2 separate regions of the Sus scrofa genome follow, and region 1 is linked to region 2. Evidence: chromatin contacts called from public Hi-C data. All regions are on one chromosome and are shown on one strand. The core of a region is the stretch at or near the end of the contact, and the rest is flanking DNA. Distances in the headings are between cores, read along the strand shown.

What was found. A called contact is a pair of places that touch in the nucleus more often than the background predicts.
Region 1: a Hi-C map of omental adipose tissue shows a contact between it and region 2, with 1.6 times the contacts expected there. The contact joins the enhancer-like site here to the promoter of ACTN4 in region 2. A contact is called at or near these places in 8 of 47 Hi-C or Micro-C datasets (embryonic fibroblasts, fetal heart ventricle, heart right ventricle and 5 more) and 2 of 2 datasets of contacts at active chromatin or transcription factors (alveolar macrophages and skeletal muscle).

The regions. Positions count from the first base shown.
Region 1 is chr6:47,561,277-47,565,252 of Sscrofa11.1, reverse strand. ACTN4 (alpha-actinin-4) reads right to left here. Exons shown (of 21, transcript XM_003355883.4): 17 at 3,448-3,627; 18 at 2,488-2,634; 19 at 1,644-1,724; 20 at 576-734; 21 at 1-493. The coding sequence ends at 335. Among named protein-coding and RNA genes, the nearest start is that of CAPN12, 16 kb to the left of the region's middle. Within about 2 kb of position 1,337, at least 7 of the 83 cell types and tissues checked have an H3K27ac peak or open chromatin away from gene starts, as enhancers often do. A contact at or near this core is called in omental adipose tissue, where this site is marked.
Region 2 is chr6:47,492,098-47,496,588 of Sscrofa11.1, reverse strand. It overlaps ACTN4 (alpha-actinin-4), which reads right to left and starts at 2,755. Exons shown (of 21, transcript XM_003355883.4): 1 at 2,420-2,755. The coding sequence starts at 2,581.

The DNA of each region.
Region 1 (3,976 bases), core at 88-2,587, 70 kb before region 2:
AGGGAACATGTTTTGCTATGGGATCCACCGTCCCCTCCAAATAGTTTAAAAAAACCCAAAACCCAACACATCATATACATTTCCCAGACCAGGAGCCTGACCCTGGACGTGTCCCTTAGGCTGGTCCAGGGGAGGGGAAAGCTTCCCTGGCATCTGACACACAGACAGAGAGGAGAGAGCCCGCCCCAGCCCCTCCCTGCCCCCCGCCCCCCAGAAAGGACTGCCAGAGTGCTTTGCATAGATACAGAGTCAGGAGCTGGGAGAGAGACAGCCCCTCCTGGAGGCTGTGACAAGGGCCATCCGGTCAGGGGTTCTCGTTGGGGGGGGGGGGCCCTCACAGGTCGCTCTCGCCGTACAGGGCTGTGGAGAAAGACTTGTAGTCGAGGGCGCCGGGCACAGCGTCGGGGCCCTGGTACGGCGCCATGCGGGCGATGCAGTACTCGGCCTGGTCGGGCGGCAGCTCTCTCCGCAGCTCCTCCGCCGTGATGAAGTTCTGGGGGTGGCAGGGTGGGGCTCTGGGTCACCTGGCCCCTCAGGCGCTGCCCCGACTGCCTCCGAGGAGGTGTCCCCCTTACCTTGTCGCCTGCCAGGACCTTGAAGGAGGCGATGACCTGGTCGGCTGTGTCGGTGTCTGTGGTCTCCCTCGACATGAAGTCGATGAAGGCTTGGAAGGTCACGAGGCCGCTGTGGTTGGGGTCGACCACGCTCATGATGCGGTTGAACTCGGCATCGCCCTGCGAGGGGGTGGGTGGGGGACAGGTGGCTTTTGAGCGGGGGCAGGGCGGCCTGGCCCTGCCGGTGGAAGCTAGACCCGGGCCGGAGAGCAGGGCCTGAGCCCGGCGCACGTGGCAGGCGTCGTCACCCTGCCTCCGAGGGGCTTGGCTCCCGCGTGCCCCAGACCTGGGGTGGGTACCCTCCGCCTCTCCCCTCCCACATTTTTGGGAAGCGGGGAGTTGGGGTGTGGATCAAACAGATCTACTGCTCCTCGGCCCTGGGCTCACAAGTTAGCTCTGGAGGGCAGGGAAGAAAGAAAGAAAGAGAGAAAAGGGGAGAGCGCGGAGGCCTGACTCCTCTCTCCGGAGACTTCCAGAAAAGGAGGGGGGAGGCTCAGGGAGTCATCGGAGGGACCCCAGCCCAGCAGATGCAGCGGAGGAGGAGGGAGGCTGCGCTGCTCTGGCGGAGGGGTGTCCCCGAGGACGTGGAGACTCTGCAGGCGGGGGTGGGGGAGGAGAGGCACGGCAGCGAGGGGGAGGCAGAGGCTGCATACCAGGCTGTATCCTGTGGAGATAAGCAGAGCCCTGAAGTCATCGGAGTCCATGCTGCCTGTCTGCTTCTGCTCGAGGACGCAGGGACAGCAGAGGAGGCCGGGCCCAGAGTAGGCAAGAGGGGCCGCCCCGTGTGCACAGCAGGGAAACGGGACAGTGTGGGGAGCGAGGGAGACAGAGGCGGCCCCGAGGGACCGAGGAAGGGGGAAGGTGTCCAGAGAGACACAGGGCAGGAGGGAGGCAGGAGAGCCGGTGAAATGGCACACACGATGGCAAAGGTGGGGGGGACGGCCAGAGGGAGGGGAGGCAGAGAGAAGGAGAGAGAGAAAGAGAAGAGCAGTTAATGCCACGGTCCGCTGGGGCCCAGGGGGCGCGTACCTGCCGGTCATTCTCCACGTCGTAGCCCAGGCTGATGAGGCAGGCCTTGAACTCCTCCGGCCCCAGCGCCCCGCCGTGGTCCTGCCGGCGTCCGAAGGCAGGTATGCGCAAGGGGCAGCACGGAGGTGGGGAGAGGGGCCGGGGTCCCATGCAGAGGGCGGGGGGAGAGGGGCACATGGGGGAGGGAGACACAGAGTTAGAGGTGATGTGGACAAGGCGACAGCCAGGGTGGGGCAGGTGCCGAGGGCACGGGGGCCTGGCGGGTGGTCGGAGGCCTCCCCCCACCTCTTTTGGGCCAGAGCAGGGGTGGGAGCTGAGAGGTACAGGGTTGAGGCTCAAGTTCCAGGACTCCTGGGAGGGCCGGGGGAGCTCCCCTCGCTGCCTGTCCTGCACAGGACGCTGGGTCCTTGCCTAACAGTGCAGAAGGCAGCAGGTGACACATCAGGCCCAGCAGGGCAGCTGGAAATTGGGCCAAACTGGGGCTCAGGGCCCTTCTAAAGGGGCAGCCAGACCAAGTCTGACTCTGAAAGACTCTGTGGGTGGGTGTGGCCATCGATGGATTCCTGGGTCCTGGTCTGTTCTGGCTACTCTGGCAGGTGGGGAGGAAGTCCGGCCGGGAGGGCGTGGGCTCCCCTCTCGCCCCCCGAGGGAAACTGCCCATGCCGTGGCTCAAGGTCACGCACCTCTGCACGCTTCAGGGGCTGGGGCCCTGCCAGCCCCGGGGGAGTGGCCTCTGATCCTAGCAACTGTGACACGAATGGATGGACAGATGCGAAGACAGAAGGGGCGAGGTGGGAGGTGACAGCGGGGAGGGAAGGTGCCCGGGGCAGTGGGCGCCGCTCACCTTGTCGAAGTGATTGAAGGACGCCCGGAACTCCTGCATCTGCTCTTGGCTGATGCCCTTGGCGTCGCGGGTGAGGATCTGGTTCTCGACCTCGTTGATGGTGCGGGCGATGGTGGTGAGCAGCTGCTCCCAGCCCACGCGGATGTGCTGCGGGAGGGAGGGGCCCGTGAGTGCGGGCGGCTGGCTGGGCAGAGGACCGCTGTCTCTCTAGCCGAGGGGGGCTCGGAACTGGGCGCTCCTTGCGTGGAGGATGTGTGGCCTGCGGTTGGGCCGGCCCTAACTCCCCGAAGGCCCACCCAGCTGCGGCTCCTGTGCACACAGGGACACAGGTGCCCTCCTGCCTCTGCCCACACTGGGGTTCAGGTCTCGGTGGGGCACAGCCCAGTGGACCCGGCAGAGGACCGGGTCTTGACCCCTGTGCCAGGATCCACACGGAGACCTTGCAGAGGCATGCTGGGGGATGTGTAACTATTTTTCTGGAGGGAAAGACACTCTCACTTTTTTTGCTGGTATCTTCGGATTTGCATGGTCTAAGTACCATCGCTATGGACCATTTCAAGCCACCAACATGATGGCAACCACGACGCTTTGACCCAGTGCTGAGCTGGGAGGCAGGACACCCCCTCTCCCCCCGCACAGGCTGACTGGATCTGTGTCCGCAACTGCTGAGGACACACTGCGGGTAGGTGATGCTGCCTCCCAGCTCTCCTGGGCGCTGGTTCTGAGATGTGTGTTGTCACGGTGACTGGAGAGCAGTGATGGGGAAACTGATTTTTAGAAACAAGTAAACATTTGATCTAGTCTTTCTGGTCAGAGTGAAAGAGGAGAAAGAGGAACGAGCAGACGCCGTTTGGATAGAGCGCAAAAACCACTTAGAGTAAGGCGGCCTGGCCTGGGCTGCTCCAGGGATCCGGTGAGCTGGGGGAAGGGAAAGTGGGGTGTGGGCCATGGCGGGCGTACCTCCATGGTGTAGTTGGTGTGTTTGTTGTCAAAGATGAGGGCCTCCTGGATGAGCTGATGCTGCTGCTCCAGCAGGTCCAGGTTCGGCTTGTAGTCCACAATGCTGCGCTCGTACTGCTTCAGGTGGCTCAGCTGGTCTTCCAGCGTCCCGTTCATCTCGATGGAGATGCGGCCAATCTCCTGCACGGAGGGAGGGGCTTCTGGGGGCGAGGCTGCTGGACTCCTGTCCCTGGCAGCCCCACTGCCAGGGTGCCCTCCTGGAAGGCCTGCTGCTCACTGACCGTCCCTTCCAGTGGGACAGCAGCCTTGATGCAGTTTCTGTACCAATGCTTCCTAGGGCTAACCTCGTGGCACTCCCCTTGACTCCCTGTGAGGCCTAATGCTGGGGCAGGCCTGTTTACAGAGGCGGAAACTGAGGTCCAAAGGGAGCAGCTTATCACAGTGAGAGGCAGTGCTGGGACCTGAACCAATGTTCCTGAGCGTGAGCACCCCACGCCCGGCCTCCTGCAGTGAGCTGTGCAGCTGGCAC
Region 2 (4,491 bases), core at 1,506-4,005:
GTTCCGGTGAGTCCTGGTTCCCGCCCAGGCCGGAATGGTGGGTGCCTCAGCCTCGCCCAGCATGCAAGGGAGACTATGGGTACGAAGAAGCACACACCCTAACAACTCCCAAAGGAGTGGAAGTGAGCTAGCAAAGGGAGCACCTTTGGGAGTGGTAGAGACGGGAAGGGAGGGGAAAGGCAGGTGCCCACTCCCATCACCTGAGTAAAAGGTTCCAAGGCTCCTTCTCCCCAAGCACGTGCAGCTGGAGAAGGCAGAGCCCAGACCTCACAAACAACCCGGTAGCCGCAGGCTCCCCTCCCAACTTTCCAAGTCTCCTGGCAACTCTTAACCTTTTCCAACCCAGCACTGCCTCCGGCAACACACTGCTGAGTCTGCAGACTAGGGCTCTCCCCTCAAAAAGCATTTTTATGTCAGATTATCTCCATCTGCCCACCCAGAGGTAGGTGGGGCAACAGATAAGGACGCCACAGCCAACCCACCACCCCCCAACTACAGAGGAGGAAATTCAAGCAGAGGTTGGTAATTTACCCAAGGTTATGCCAGGCCCCACCCCGGGCTGCCTGGAACAGCTGCTCTTTTCACCCTTTCCCCTCCAGCCTGGGCTGCCCGCTGGGAGCCCCCAAAGCACCAACTCATACCCTCAAGAGGCTTCCAGCCACACTCACCACTCGCACCCCTTGCTTTGAGTCCGCCCCCACGTTCCTGAGAAAGCTCCACCAAAGCCACCCTCAAGTCCCACACCATACACATCTCTCTTCCTAGAGTCACAGAAGGGACCCCTTCGACCCCGCCTCATTTCGCAGGTGACAGAACTGCACTGAGACCAAGGGTCTTGCCCAAGGCCACAGAGTTGGTAACAAATCTGGAAGGAAAATTCCGATCTCCAGAACCTAACTGCAAGTACCTCCCACCCTCTGCACACACAACACTTTAAACACCCCCTCCCAACACACCCACCTACTCAACACCCTCCTTTCTTTAGCTCTTCCTGCACACACTCAAACCCTCTCTTCTATCAGGCTCCCCGCTCTCAACCACCTGAGATTTTACCCACACACACACACACACAAGCTACCTTCTCTGGGCCTCCCACTCCTTTTGATCTCCCTTTCCTCACTGTGGGTCTCCCCTAAATTGCTTCCACACCCCAACATGCCACCTGAAAACAGGCCCTGCTTTAGAAAGACCTCTTTGCCCCACCCCCCCACCCCCACGGGACAATTCTTGCAGCTACTCTCACCTCTTCCTCCCCAGACAACGCATTCTCCCTTCAGGACACACACACACTCTCCGGTCCCGGGACGGCATCTCCAGACGCCCCCACCCCCAAATTCCTCTCTCAGTCTATCCATCACACACTCCCTTCCTAATGAGACTTTCATTACCCCGCCAACCTCCCTCCCACTCTCCGCCATTCTGCCCCTTCCCTCCCTCCATCCTCACCTTTTCCAGGCTACCTTGCTTGGCCTCAGGCGCCGCCAACCCTTGGCGGAGCCTTTGTGGACGTTCCAGCAATTCTTCGGCTCCCCTCCTCAAAACGCTCCAAATACTCTCCCTATCTCCCTTGGGCCTCTCATCGATGAGGCCTTTAGCCTCATCAATTCCTTTCATGCCTTCTCTTGTCCAGTCTTCTCCTCTTCCCCTTAAAACGGGGCACCCCCAGTAAATCTCACCCCCTGCAAGACTTCTCATTCACAGGTCCCTTCGGACCCCCGTTCCAGACCTCATTCGCCACCCTCCCCATCCCCACATCCTAAGCCCCGGGTCTTTTCACAGTCACTTCTTTCCTTAGCCCCTCTGCTTTTATCTCCCCTGTCCTTCCACCACCCTTCCCACTCCACAATCCCCTCCTGAGTACCCCCCAACCCCATCTTCAGACTTCCAGAATCCTCACCCCCTTTAGAAGTTCCCCAGCCTGGGGCTCCCACAATCCTATCCTCTTCAGAGGACTCTGCGAGCCAAACAACCCCCTGCACACTCGAGCTCCTCCTCAGACTGCCCCGACCCCCAAATTCCAGACCCCCCGTTCCTCTCTCAGCAACCCCAATCCAACCCGAGCCTTCGATCCCGCCTCAGACCCAATTCCATTTTAGAGTCTCCAATCATCTCGCTGGTTTCCTCCAATTCCCCACCTCGACCCGCCTAATTCCTTCACAGACTCCCTGATTCCATGTTTTAGATTTCCATATTCTCTCCTCGGCCGCCAATGATTTTTTCAGACTCCCAATTCCTTGCTCAAGTTCTGCAACTCCTTTTCAGGACCCCAAACACCTTCTCAGATCCACCGATTCCTTCTCACGACGCCCGGTTCTCATCACAGACCCTCCACTCCCATCTCAGGACTCCCAACCCCTTCCCGGCGCCCAGCCTCCCTCGGAAGCCCCCCTCCAGCCCGTCCGGCCCGCGGGCCGCGCACCTTGCGTTGCTGCTTCTCCCAGGCCGGGTCCAGCAGCAGGTCCCGGTCCCAGTCGTCCTCCTGGGCCATGTAGTCGCCCATGCTACCGCCGCCGCCGGCGCCATTGCTCCCGCTGCTGGGGCCGTACTGGTACGACTGGTTCGCCGCGTGGTAGTCCACCATTCCGCCGCCTCTCCCGAGCCCGTCCGCTCCCGCCTCTGCTCCCGCCCCTCTGCCCGAGCCTCCGCCGCCGCCGCCGCCGCCGCTGCTTCAGCTGCTTCAGCCCGCCCTGCGCTAGCGCCTGCGCACTGCCCGCTGCGCTTGCGCACCGCGCCTCCGCCGCCGCCGCCGCCGCCGCCCTCCCGCGCGCGCGCGCGCGCGCTTCCTAACGAGAAAGGCCCTAAGACCCCGCCTCGGGAAGCTCTGAGCCTGCGCAGAGTCCACTTCCCCGCCGCCCTTCGGCTCGTGGACGAGCTTCGCCTCCTCGCGCGCGCGCGCGCGCGCGCGGCCTCTACGTGTGGGCGGGCCCAGAGAGCGAAGGATTCGGCCGGCGGGTCTGGCCATTGGGCTCTGGCGTGGAGTGTATTCCCTTTCGGCGCCAGAAATTCAACAAATATTAAGCGCCTACTATGTGCCAGACCATGTTTTACGCATCAACACTAAATAAGATAGACAAAACTGTCTGCCCTCATGAAACAACCGTCTAGTGAAAGGAAAAAAACACAATTTTAGGAAACAGTGTATTGGAGTTGCTGCTGTGGTGCAGCGTGTTAAGAATCCAGCGTTGCCCCAGCTGTGGCATCGGCCCCAGCTGTGGCTCATTTTCCATCCCTTGCCCAGGAATTTCCACATGCCACAGATGCGGGGGGAAAAAAAGTACATAGCGTATGTATATATTCCAAGGGGATATGTGCTATGAAGAAAAATCAAACAGAACTAGAATGGAAATGAAGTAGTCAGGATTGACTTCATTTATTTTTTTATTTTTTGCCTTTGCTTTTCAGGGCAACACCTGTGGCATATATAAGTTCCTGAGCTAGGAATCAAATCAGAGCTACACCTGCCAGCTTATGCAACAGCCATAGCAACCCACGATCCTTAACCCTCTGAGAGAAACCAGGGATGGAACCTGCATCCTCATGGATACCAGTCGGATTTGGATTTACGCCCTGCTGAGCCACAACGGAAACTGGCAGAGTTGGCTTTATGAACAAGGAGGACAATTAAACAAACTCTTGAAGAATTCACAAAATGGACATGGTAGCTCCGAATGGATACTGGCTGACTGGGAAAGTGGAGGATTTTTTGGACGTGTTTACTTCACTCATTCAAAAAGCATTTATTGAGCCTCTGTTGTATTCCAGGAACTCTTCTTGGATGCTGGTGATAAGGTGCTGAGCATGGTAAGTGCGCCAAGTTCTCAAGTGTATGGGGGACACGACAGTAAATAAATACAAATGACACTCACACATAATAGGTGTCTCAAGTGTAAGTACCCAGAGTTGGGCTCCTGATCTTCCTCCCAAACCTCGTCACCCCATAGCCATCCCCATCTTGGTCAATGGTGCCTCCGGCCTTTCAGCTGTGCAGGCAACAAAGCTTGCAGTCATCCTTGGCTCCTCTTTGTTTTCACACCCTACATCCAGTCGTTCAGGAAATTCTGTCAGATCCATCTTCCAAGTATATACAAAATTCACCCACTTCTCCCATCCCACATGGCCACACCCTGGTTCTGTCCACCCTCACCTTGTCTTCACCTGGACCAGTGTCCCAGCCTCCTCAACATTTCTCAAGTCCTCCACATGCCCCCTTCCCCACCTCTCTTTCTCCAAAGAAACCAGAAGGAGCCTGAGTCAAATCAAGCTCCTCCCTCCCCTGCTCAGAACCATCCCTTGGCGCCACGAAGTCAAAGACAGGAGGAAAGGCTGCAGGATTCCTTGCTTTGACTCAGCCCCGCCCAGCTTTGGAAGCAATGGGGACTCCTGGGGCTTCGGCCAAATTCACCAGTTCGTCCATGTCCTGCCCAGCCTGGTCCCCAGCTCCTCTCCCAACTCTTCTCCCATTCTCCCCCCTCGCTCTCCCAGCTCCTGCCA